Regions from separate parts of the Mus musculus genome. Here region 2 is linked to region 1. The links are chromatin contacts, called in public Hi-C maps. All regions are on one chromosome and are shown on one strand. The core of a region is the stretch at or near the end of the contact, and the rest is flanking DNA. Distances in the headings are between cores, read along the strand shown. Region 1 overlaps Gm39683 (a long non-coding RNA gene). Region 2 has its middle 15 kb from the start of Cryzl2.

Region 1 (4,463 bases), core at 644-3,143:
TCGGCACATTAGGCTGAGCCCTCTTACATCAAATAGCAATTAAGAAAATTCCTCACAAGGAGAGGCCCTTGGGGCCTGAGGGTGTTCGATGCCACGGTGTAGGGGAATGCCAGGGTGGGAGGACAGGAGTGGGTAGGTGGGAAGCACTCTCATAGAGGCAGGGGGAGGGGGAATGGGATAGGGGGTTTCCAAAGGGGAGACCTGGAAAGGGAAAAACATTTGAAATGTAAATAAAGAAAATATTCAATAAAAAAAAATTTCCCACAAGTCAATCCGATGGCGGCAATCCTTCAGTTGAGAGTCCCTCCCTCTTCCTGGGTGACTCTAGGTTTGTGTCACCTTGAAACCAACTTTTCCTTAATAAATCTGTGTCCACTATGCCTACTGCTCAACTGTGGTTCCTGCTTCTCCTTGGGTTTGAGACAAGGAACTTGGGATCCACTGACTCTGGGTGGCCGTGGTTATTATCTGATTGTCAGGGATCCTAGCGACCCAGCTAAACTCCGAGAGCAGCAACAGGCTCTTCTCTCAGTAAACAGATGTCAGTTTCACAAATGGTAACCAATTCAAAAACAGAAAAACTGTGATGCGATGTTTATAGTGAAAACAAGGTTTAATGCCAGCTAATTTCTTTATTATTTCTGGGGTATGTGGAGCATCTTAAATGTCATCTAGAAAGTACAATGTACAGCAAAATATAATCTTTAGTTGAAAATTTTCATTTTATAACAATGAATTTACCTTTTGTCTCCTTAAAGGGAGCTTGTATACTTTAATTTTTTTCTGAAGACAGGTTTTTATATTTTGTTGTAAGTGTCCCCTCACTCCTGCCCCAGCTTTTGTATTTTTGTATTTTTAAAGCCAAACTACACAACTTTCAGTGTGAAAGACACCAAAACTAACAAAAATAAACAGAGAAAGGGACTTTCTGGGTAACAAAGGGAATGTAAGACACCAAAAACCCCAACCCAACCCAAACCAAAACAAGCAAAAGAAACCCCTGAACCATTAAAATAATTACAGTGATGCCCAGAAAGATCACAGTCCAGTTTTCCCTTCTTTTCTTTTCTTTCTTTTTAAAATTTTTTAGTTTTTTTCTATTGTTCTTTTGGTGTTTTGGGAGAGTCTGACTATGTAGATTAGGGCTGGTCTCTAACTTACAGATATCCATCTGTTTTTGAGTTACCATGTCCAGCTTAAGGCACAGCATTTCGTTTTGTTTTGTGTTTTTAAAGGGGAAAGGTGCCATTTAAAGAAATGGATACAACTGCATAAGAAGCCAGTCTTGGAAACTACTAACAGTTTTATCCCACTGGGGACTGTAAATACCAATTGTGGAAATCTCCTAGGAGTAAAACAAAAAACAAACAAACAAAAATCAAAGTAATGGAAAAAAAGAAAGGTCAAAGGTCATCCTGCAGGCGTTTCAGTGGGAAAGACCAGAGAATGAGCGCACATAATCAATTAAGCATACTAGAAAGCATTTCAGTGCCACGTTCATAAATCACTGGTCCAAAGGCATGGCGGAGAAATGAGGCCCACAGCCAGGTACTTAATCTTGAGTTGTCAGAGCATCGAGAACGCAGAGATGAGCTGGGTAAGGAGAAGTCACATACAAAGCGCAGGGATGAGGACAAAGGCGGCACACAAACCAGGGCACGAGGAACAGTGCCTTCAGAGTGATCGATCCCTTCGCCTTTTTGCACAGGACCGTACTAAACAGTAACTCCACCAAAATGAAGTGTAGGCCGAGGCAGAGAGAATTAGGATCAAAAAGGAACTGAAAGGAAGCATAGCGGGTTCCATAGCAAGGAGATGAGAGCTTGCTACGGTGGTTTGAATAAGAAATGAGCTAGCTCCACGGTCCTGCATTTGAACATCTCGTCTCCAGTTGGTGGCGCTGTTTGGGGAGCTTTAGCCGGTGCAGCGGTGGGGCTGGGATCGGTGGAGGAGGGCTTTGAGCTTAAAGCCTTGCAAAGTTTCAGTTTGCCCTCTCTGCTTATGTTTATAGCTAAGTATGTAAGCTCTCAGCTTCCTGGTCCTGCAGCCCCACTTAACCCTTGCCAGGCAGCTCATAACTACTGTAACTCCAGCTTTCTGTATTCTTGATGCTAATACCTGGCTGTGGGTCTCATTTCTCCACAATGCCTTCGGTTGCTTTGAATGGTGTCTTATGGAAGCAATTAAAGAAAATAAATCATCCTCTGAAGAGAGCGATGTTTGGAGAAAAAAATTAAAGCATCCCGCTGTGGTTTGAGTCATCATGGGGGGGGGGAGGTGGCATGGGGAGAGATGAATGATAAACTACACGGAGAATAAAGCAAAACAACAACAGCAGGTATTCTTTTAAATTGAGCTTCATTTGTACTTTTCATATACGTATGTGGCCGTGTCTCTCTTCTGCCCTAGGTTTGGGGGTGTCCTGAGAGGTCAGATCCCCTGGATCTGAAGTTGTAAGAAGTTATGAGCTGCCTGCCACAGGTGCTGGGACCTGAACTCTGTTCCTCTTGAAGAGCATCAAGCGATCATAACCGCGATCTAACCGCTGAGTCATTTCTCTAGTCCCACAAAGGCAGTCTCTAAGGCGGGTATGGGGTAGAGGTGGGGACTCTAAAGAAAGGAAATGAGTCTGGATTTAACATGGAGTAGTATTTGCCCAGAAACAATAAAAGTACTAAATATTGGTTATTATTTTTTGGCATTACTTTTTGATTGATATGTAGTAATTATATGCATTTTGGCATGGCTTATTTTAATACAGTGTATGCTGAATATTTAATTTTTTTCTATTTTTAACTTTAAAATGTTTTAATTTTTGGTTTGGGAGCTGGTTCAGTCCATAATGGCCTTGTCCAAGTGCAGGGACTTGGGCTGGCGTCCTAAGCATGCACTTGAAAAATCAAGTCAGACAGGAGAGTGTACGCCTATAATCCCATTGCCAGAGCCAGTGGTGGAGACAGGAGGATTCCTAGGACTTGCTGTATAGCCAGGCTAACTGAAATAGCAACCTCTGGTTCTGAGTGAGATCCTGTGTCAAATAAGGTGGGGGTTAACTGAGGAAGACTTCTGGTATTGACCTCTGGCCTCTACAGGCCGACACCCACAGATGTACTGCACACTTCTCTCTCTCTCTCTCTCTCTCTCTCTCTCTCTCTCTCTCTCTCTCTCTCTCACACACACACACACACACACACACACGTTGTAGTCTGTTAAAATGCATAACTAATCATGTCAGACTCTGTTGCTCTTTTGTGCTACAAAACATTAGATTGGCACCAACTGTGGTTTGAAACCGTTCTCCACTCTCTACTGTCGAACAGCTGATTGTTAAGTGGGCCAGTGGAAGTGTGTGTGTGTGTATGTGTGTATACACATGTGAGCATGTGTCTGGGGATCAGAAAAGTATATATGTAAAAGAGATGAATCTTCGCCTTTTCTGGTGACAGTCAATAAAGAGTGTCTAAAATGAAAATTAGATCAAGATTAATAGCCTTTTAAAATGTGTAGTTAAAGTTTTAAGAATGGGTAAGGAAATACAGGAGGTTGCCCTCAGAGTCAGAGTCTCTGAGGGAAAGTACTCGCTGCACTGTTGTTTGTATTTTATGCTTTTAAGTAATTCTTAACTTCGGAAACTATGAAATTATGCATAACTGTATAACACTATAAAAATCAATGCCAGTTGTTCAACATCTCTGCTTCCCTTCAGTTTTATATTGTACTACCCTCTGCCCCCCTGGCCCACTGAGTTCACAGGCATCTAAGACAGTGTCAGACTCACCTGAAATCTACCAGAAACAACCAGAAAACTATCTCTCTCCCCACTTCTAGGAGAGAAGCTGCCAGCCAGCAGCTTGGCGGTAGGGTGAGCCTCCACCTTGCTTCTGAGCTGGGAGCGCCTTCCAGATTCAGTGCTTTTTCCAAATCAGAACAGAAACCCTAACTCTCCACTCCTGGCCCCCAAGCTGACCAAAGTGACTTTGCAGGAATAGTCATTAAACTGGAGGAACCTACAAAAGGAGAACCATGCACAGCCCTAAACCACAAGGCTTCTTCGATTGCTTTTGTCCTTCGGAGACAGCAGAATGGATGGGCTGCCCTGGGAGACCTGGCAGATGGGAAACTCGTTAGAGATGCAAGCTTCAGAGAGAAGGACCCGTGTATGTCAGGAGTTTGGGGGGTATTCACTGTTGCCTGGAAACCAGAGACCAAATAGGAAACAGGAAGCCCCGGGAGAAGAGAAGAAGGAATACTTGAGCTTCGTTTCCAGAGGTGAGGGCTGCCTGCCAAGGCCCGAGGGCAGCTCTGTGCCTTATTTCTCCTCCAGCCTCAGACAATCAGCACTATTTCCCCTGGCTCCCACTCCTTCCCAGCCTCTCTTTGCACCTCTTAGAGTCTAGGTGAGCCTGTAATGGTGTCCGAGGACATATTTGTGTGTGTGTGTGTGTGTGTGTGCGTGCACGTGC
Region 2 (4,463 bases), core at 1,312-3,811, 690 kb after region 1:
TTCACAGCAGCCAGGGTGATTCTGTTAAAACGTGAATCTGGGCGCTTCATTCCCATGCTTCAAAACCTCCAGCCGCTCCCTCCTTCTCGTCAAAGACGACATCCTGATAGCTCTACTACCCTGGACTCTGCTGATCTAGGACATGTCCTCTTCCTCTCTCCTCTTGTCCTGCACTACTGCATTCACAGAGGCCCCCTGTAGGAATATTCTCATCTCAGGTCCTTGGCAGTTTCTCGTTTTTTTCTGTTCTCTCTCTCTCTTTTCTTTCTTTCTCTTTTTTCCTTCCTCCCTCCCTCCCTTCCTTCCTTTCCTTCCTTTCCTTTCTTTCCTTCTTTCTTTCTTTCTTTCTTTCTTTCTTTCTTTCTTTCTTTCTTTCTTTCTTTCTTTCAAGTTTTTCTCCAGGAACCGCAAGCTAACGCTCTCTCTCCCACCACATCTCTGTCCAATCGCATCATAACTCTCCCAGGTGGCCTTACTTTAATCTACTCCCCAACTCCAGGCCCTTATCACTGCATAATATGCTTTATAATCTACTTATTGAACATTGTTTATTATTCATTTTCCCTGGCCACAGGCACCATATGCTCTGTATTTGTCTTATTCAGATCTACATACCAGGCATCTAGAACACTGCCAGGCATATAGTTCACGCCCAGTAAATATTTGTAGCATTTGCTGAATGAATGAAGTTTCTTGACTCTAGAGAGTACAAACCAGAGGAGTGACACTCCTCAAATGAGTGCAAGCTGCCTCATCAAACTTTGGTCCTAACCGTGTTTGCCTCTGTGGGGACTATCCTAGATTATATAATATTTTAAGACTTGTATAATGCTGTATTCTATAATACCACATTCCTGATTTATTTATTTATTTATTTTTGTTTTTGTTTTGTTTTTCAAGACAGGGTTTCTCTGTATAGCCCTGGCTGTCCTGGAACTCACTCTGTAGACCAGGCTGGCCTCGAACTCAGAAATCCACCTGCCTCTGCCTCCCAAGTGCTGGGATTAAAGGCGTGCACCACCACTGCCCGGCTCTAATTTATTTATTTTTATTGTTATTTTAGTTCACGTGTATGAGTATTTGCCTGCACGGATGTCTGTGTACCACATGTATTGCTGGTGCCTTTGGAGGTCAGAAGAGAGAGGCTGACCTCCTGGAATTTGAGTTACAGATGGTTATGAGCTTGCTGCTGAGCCATTTCTACAGCTCCAACCACGTATGTCTTTAAAATCAATAACCAAGAGCGGTGTAACTACTTCTACACTGTCAACCAATAGCTAAACGTTGCTAGAAATTTTACTTCAGCAACATGCCTGCATGCAATTGGTCAGGAAATGGGTGAAACAGAATAAAGCAGCTGGTCCCATGACCTCCAAAATGCTCCGGGTCAATAGGAGTCAAAAGCCCAACTATTGGAGGGCCTTTCTCTGAAATGGTTTGTAATTGCAACCCAGCACCTCTCAGAACACATGCTAAAGGAAGAAAAGGAGAGCCGTTGCTACACGAGTCTATTTTTACTTTACTGGGCTTTATCAAAATCTCCCCCTGAAGTGGCTGGCCCAGCAGGGCCAAGAGATCAAGAACATCTCAATAGCACACAGCAGCCACTCTTCCCCGGTAAAAAACACGGGTCCCTGGAAGCCCTCCACTTCCCGCCTCCCAGGACAATGCTTTTAATTAGCTGCACCAGATTTCGAAGAGAACAAAAGCTCCCCACCCCTCACAGGAAAAGCTTCTACTGGAGATATCTCACTGGGGAAGCGCCTGGCACACAACAGGGAGACGAGAACATACAGGCTGTTCTGAGCTCCGCAAAGAGACACAAACTGGAGTCTCTAGGGAGTCTCAGAGGTTAAGCCAGCGCATTTTCGCTCCCTGTGACCACATCTCCCCCATCCCAACACTATCCCCCACCCTCATCCCCCTGTCCCGTCCAGCCCCGCCCCGCCTTCCTGGGGCCAACGTCTGAGGGCTTCACCTTCCTCCTCCCTCTCTCTAGAACTGTTGGGGTAGGGAACCTGGGGGTGGTAAAAGAAGCTTGAATAATCTTTAGAATCGAGCATCTGGGAAGCAGAGGAAGAAACTGGGAGTTTATTTCAGGTGACAGACATAGAGCAGGCCCCTGTTGTTTTTTTTTTTTTTTTTTTTTTTTTTCGAGACTAATAATATTTCTGGAACGGAGAGGCTTGAATCATACGTCTCTTCATATTGCTGTGTGGGAAGTTTCAGTTATGAGCCCAACAATCAGAGAGACGGTGGTTCGTTTAAGTCTCAGTGGAGCAGTGTGCAAAAGGAATCTGGAAGGATGTTGGGGTGGGAAGGGGTGGGTGCACACCGAAGAGGGAGCTATAAGGATAGGGGTAGGGATGGCTTCCCTGGAGCCTGTTTTGGGGAATAAAGAGGATGGGCTAAGAAGCCTTCTTTCCACCCCTTTGTTTCTCCCTTGAATGCCTTTTGAAAAACATGGGGAAAATATCTTGTGCAAGTGCCTCTTCCTGACTAAGCTCACTGTCAGGAAAGGAAAGTCCGTGCGCTCCAGTGGTTTATTTTTGTGACCAGAGGCTCCAGGCCCTGCACACAACACAGACTCTTCCTTGCTCTGATGGAAAGAAAACTGGGTGTGAGCCTCCCGTCCCAGGGGCCAGAGTGGAGGAACGGGTGTTATCTGAAGGCTTATTCTCCGTTTTAGGAAACGAGAATAGAGTATAGGCTACCGTGGGATAGACGTGGGGTGGAGTCCATTAAACCTGCTGGCAGTGGGAGCTTTTTTATATCAGTCTTTAGGCAAACAAGCATAGAATTAGACTTTAATTAAATAAGGCTTAAACGGCTGTGCTTCCCGGCGAGCCTGCTGGTCATTAAAGTTTACTGTTATCACCTGCTTCTGAGCAACCTGTAGCTCAGGACTGGAGGCTGGATTAGGGGTTTTACATTTGGACACATGGGCCAAAGGAAAGACCTGAGCATCAGCTACCCCCCCCCCCCCGGGGGAGACAAGGCCTCTCTGTACATTTTGCATATGTTCTGGGCAGGGACCCAAAAGATTCTGCGTTTTCCTCTCTGTCTTGCCTTCATAAGACAAGTGTGAATCTGTCTAACCTAGAAGAAAACAGGTTTGGGACTTGGTATCCCCCTGCCTCCCTCTGTCCCTGTCCTTCCTTAGAGATCACCTGCTGCAAGGAACGCTGGGACTTGAGGGCAGGCAAGTAAGTCCAGCAAGCATGACAGTCACATGCTAGGTTCTTCTTGCTTCCTTCCCAGTGAAGATGACCTTAAAATAGAGCTCTGTTTTGAAAGAGTTTCAGGGAAAACTGATGAATATGGACGGAGGAAGGAAACCGGAAAGGTCCAGTTAAAGGGCAAGGCGGAGTCCTGCAGACTTGTTTGCTAGTGTTCCGAGGTAGCGTTGACCCTGCATCAGCAGGCGCTCCCAAATGTGGGGACCTGACTCCCACCACTACTCCTGACCCTTTAGCGATTCCCAAGTGCCCTAAGGGTTATTACCGAATATCCCCACTAGAACAGGCTTCTTCTTTTTTTTTTTTTTTTTAAAAGATTTATTTATTTATTTATTTATTTATTTATTATATGTAAGTACATTGTAGCTGTCTTCAGACACTCAGAAGAGGGGGTCAGATCTTGTTACAGATGGTTGTGAGCCACCATGTGGTTGCTGGGATTTGAACTCTGGACCTTCGGAAGAGCAGTCGGGTGCTCTAACCCACTGAGCCATCTCACCAGCCCTAGAACAGGCTTCTTAAATGCTGGGCTCTGCCTCTTGGGCTCCCTCTTACCCACTTACAGGCTCTTCTTTCAGTTCCTTAAATAGGCCTTGCTTCCTCTCTTCCCTGACCTTTCTTTGCTTCTAACTCCTGTATTCGATGATCCCACTGGAGGGCTCTACCTCCAGGAAGCCTTCCTTCTTTCTTCACCTGGACCCTGAGTTAGGCTTCTCTCCTACGGACACTCACAGACCCTACCTTACCTGCCACCCAGTACGTTGATTCAGAACTGCTCATTCATTTCCCACACTGGACTGTAAATGGCTGAGGGCGGTATGAAGGTCTCTGTCTTGTCTACCTACCATTGTATTCCCAGAGCTTGGCACCCAGTAGTGCTCTGCAAGCTTGTATTGAATCCACAACACTGTGCCAATATGAAAATTGATGGCTGATGATATTTAAAGTACCCGCTGAGGCACCAGGAGAAGGCCTTGAGTTAGACTCTGGGTCTCACTTTATTCCAAGGTCCCCTTTCATCCTACCCTCCCCACAATAATTTACAAACATCTTAGTCTGCAATGATGCCATTCAGCCCCCTTGGGCCTGGGGCTCCTTGATGAATATAGGCAAGCATCTATGTCTAACTTACCACTCTATTCTATTAACTTGAAAACTGCTAACTCATTATAATCTTTTAAAAAAGATATCTTTATAGTTTTGCCTTATCTTTGAACTTTTTGG

The links. A called contact is a pair of places that touch in the nucleus more often than the background predicts.
Region 2: a Hi-C map of the N1E-115 cell line shows a contact between it and region 1, with 4 times the contacts expected there. The contact joins two enhancer-like sites. A contact is called at or near these places in 11 of 39 promoter capture datasets (the 3T3-L1 cell line, the C10 cell line, embryonic stem cells and 4 more), 10 of 484 Hi-C or Micro-C datasets (B cells, LSK cells, the N1E-115 cell line and 6 more), 8 of 115 datasets of contacts at active chromatin or transcription factors (bone marrow-derived macrophages, differentiating embryonic stem cells, embryonic stem cells and 1 more) and 2 of 9 other capture datasets (adipose tissue and embryonic stem cells).

What each region holds. Positions count from the first base shown.
Region 1 is chr1:156,750,653-156,755,115 of GRCm38.p6, forward strand. Gm39683 (a long non-coding RNA gene) reads left to right here. Exons shown (of 3, transcript XR_865660.1): 3 at 2,410-2,609. Among named protein-coding and RNA genes, the nearest start is that of Gm39683, 8.5 kb to the left of the region's middle. Within about 2 kb of position 1,894, at least 79 of the 459 cell types and tissues checked have an H3K27ac peak or open chromatin away from gene starts, as enhancers often do. A contact at or near this core is called in the N1E-115 cell line, adipose tissue, cortical neurons and 2 more, where this site is marked.
Region 2 is chr1:157,441,795-157,446,257 of GRCm38.p6, forward strand. No RefSeq gene overlaps it. Among named protein-coding and RNA genes, the nearest start is that of Cryzl2, 15 kb to the right of the region's middle. Within about 2 kb of position 2,562, at least 84 of the 459 cell types and tissues checked have an H3K27ac peak or open chromatin away from gene starts, as enhancers often do. A contact at or near this core is called in the N1E-115 cell line, adipose tissue, cortical neurons and 2 more, where this site is marked.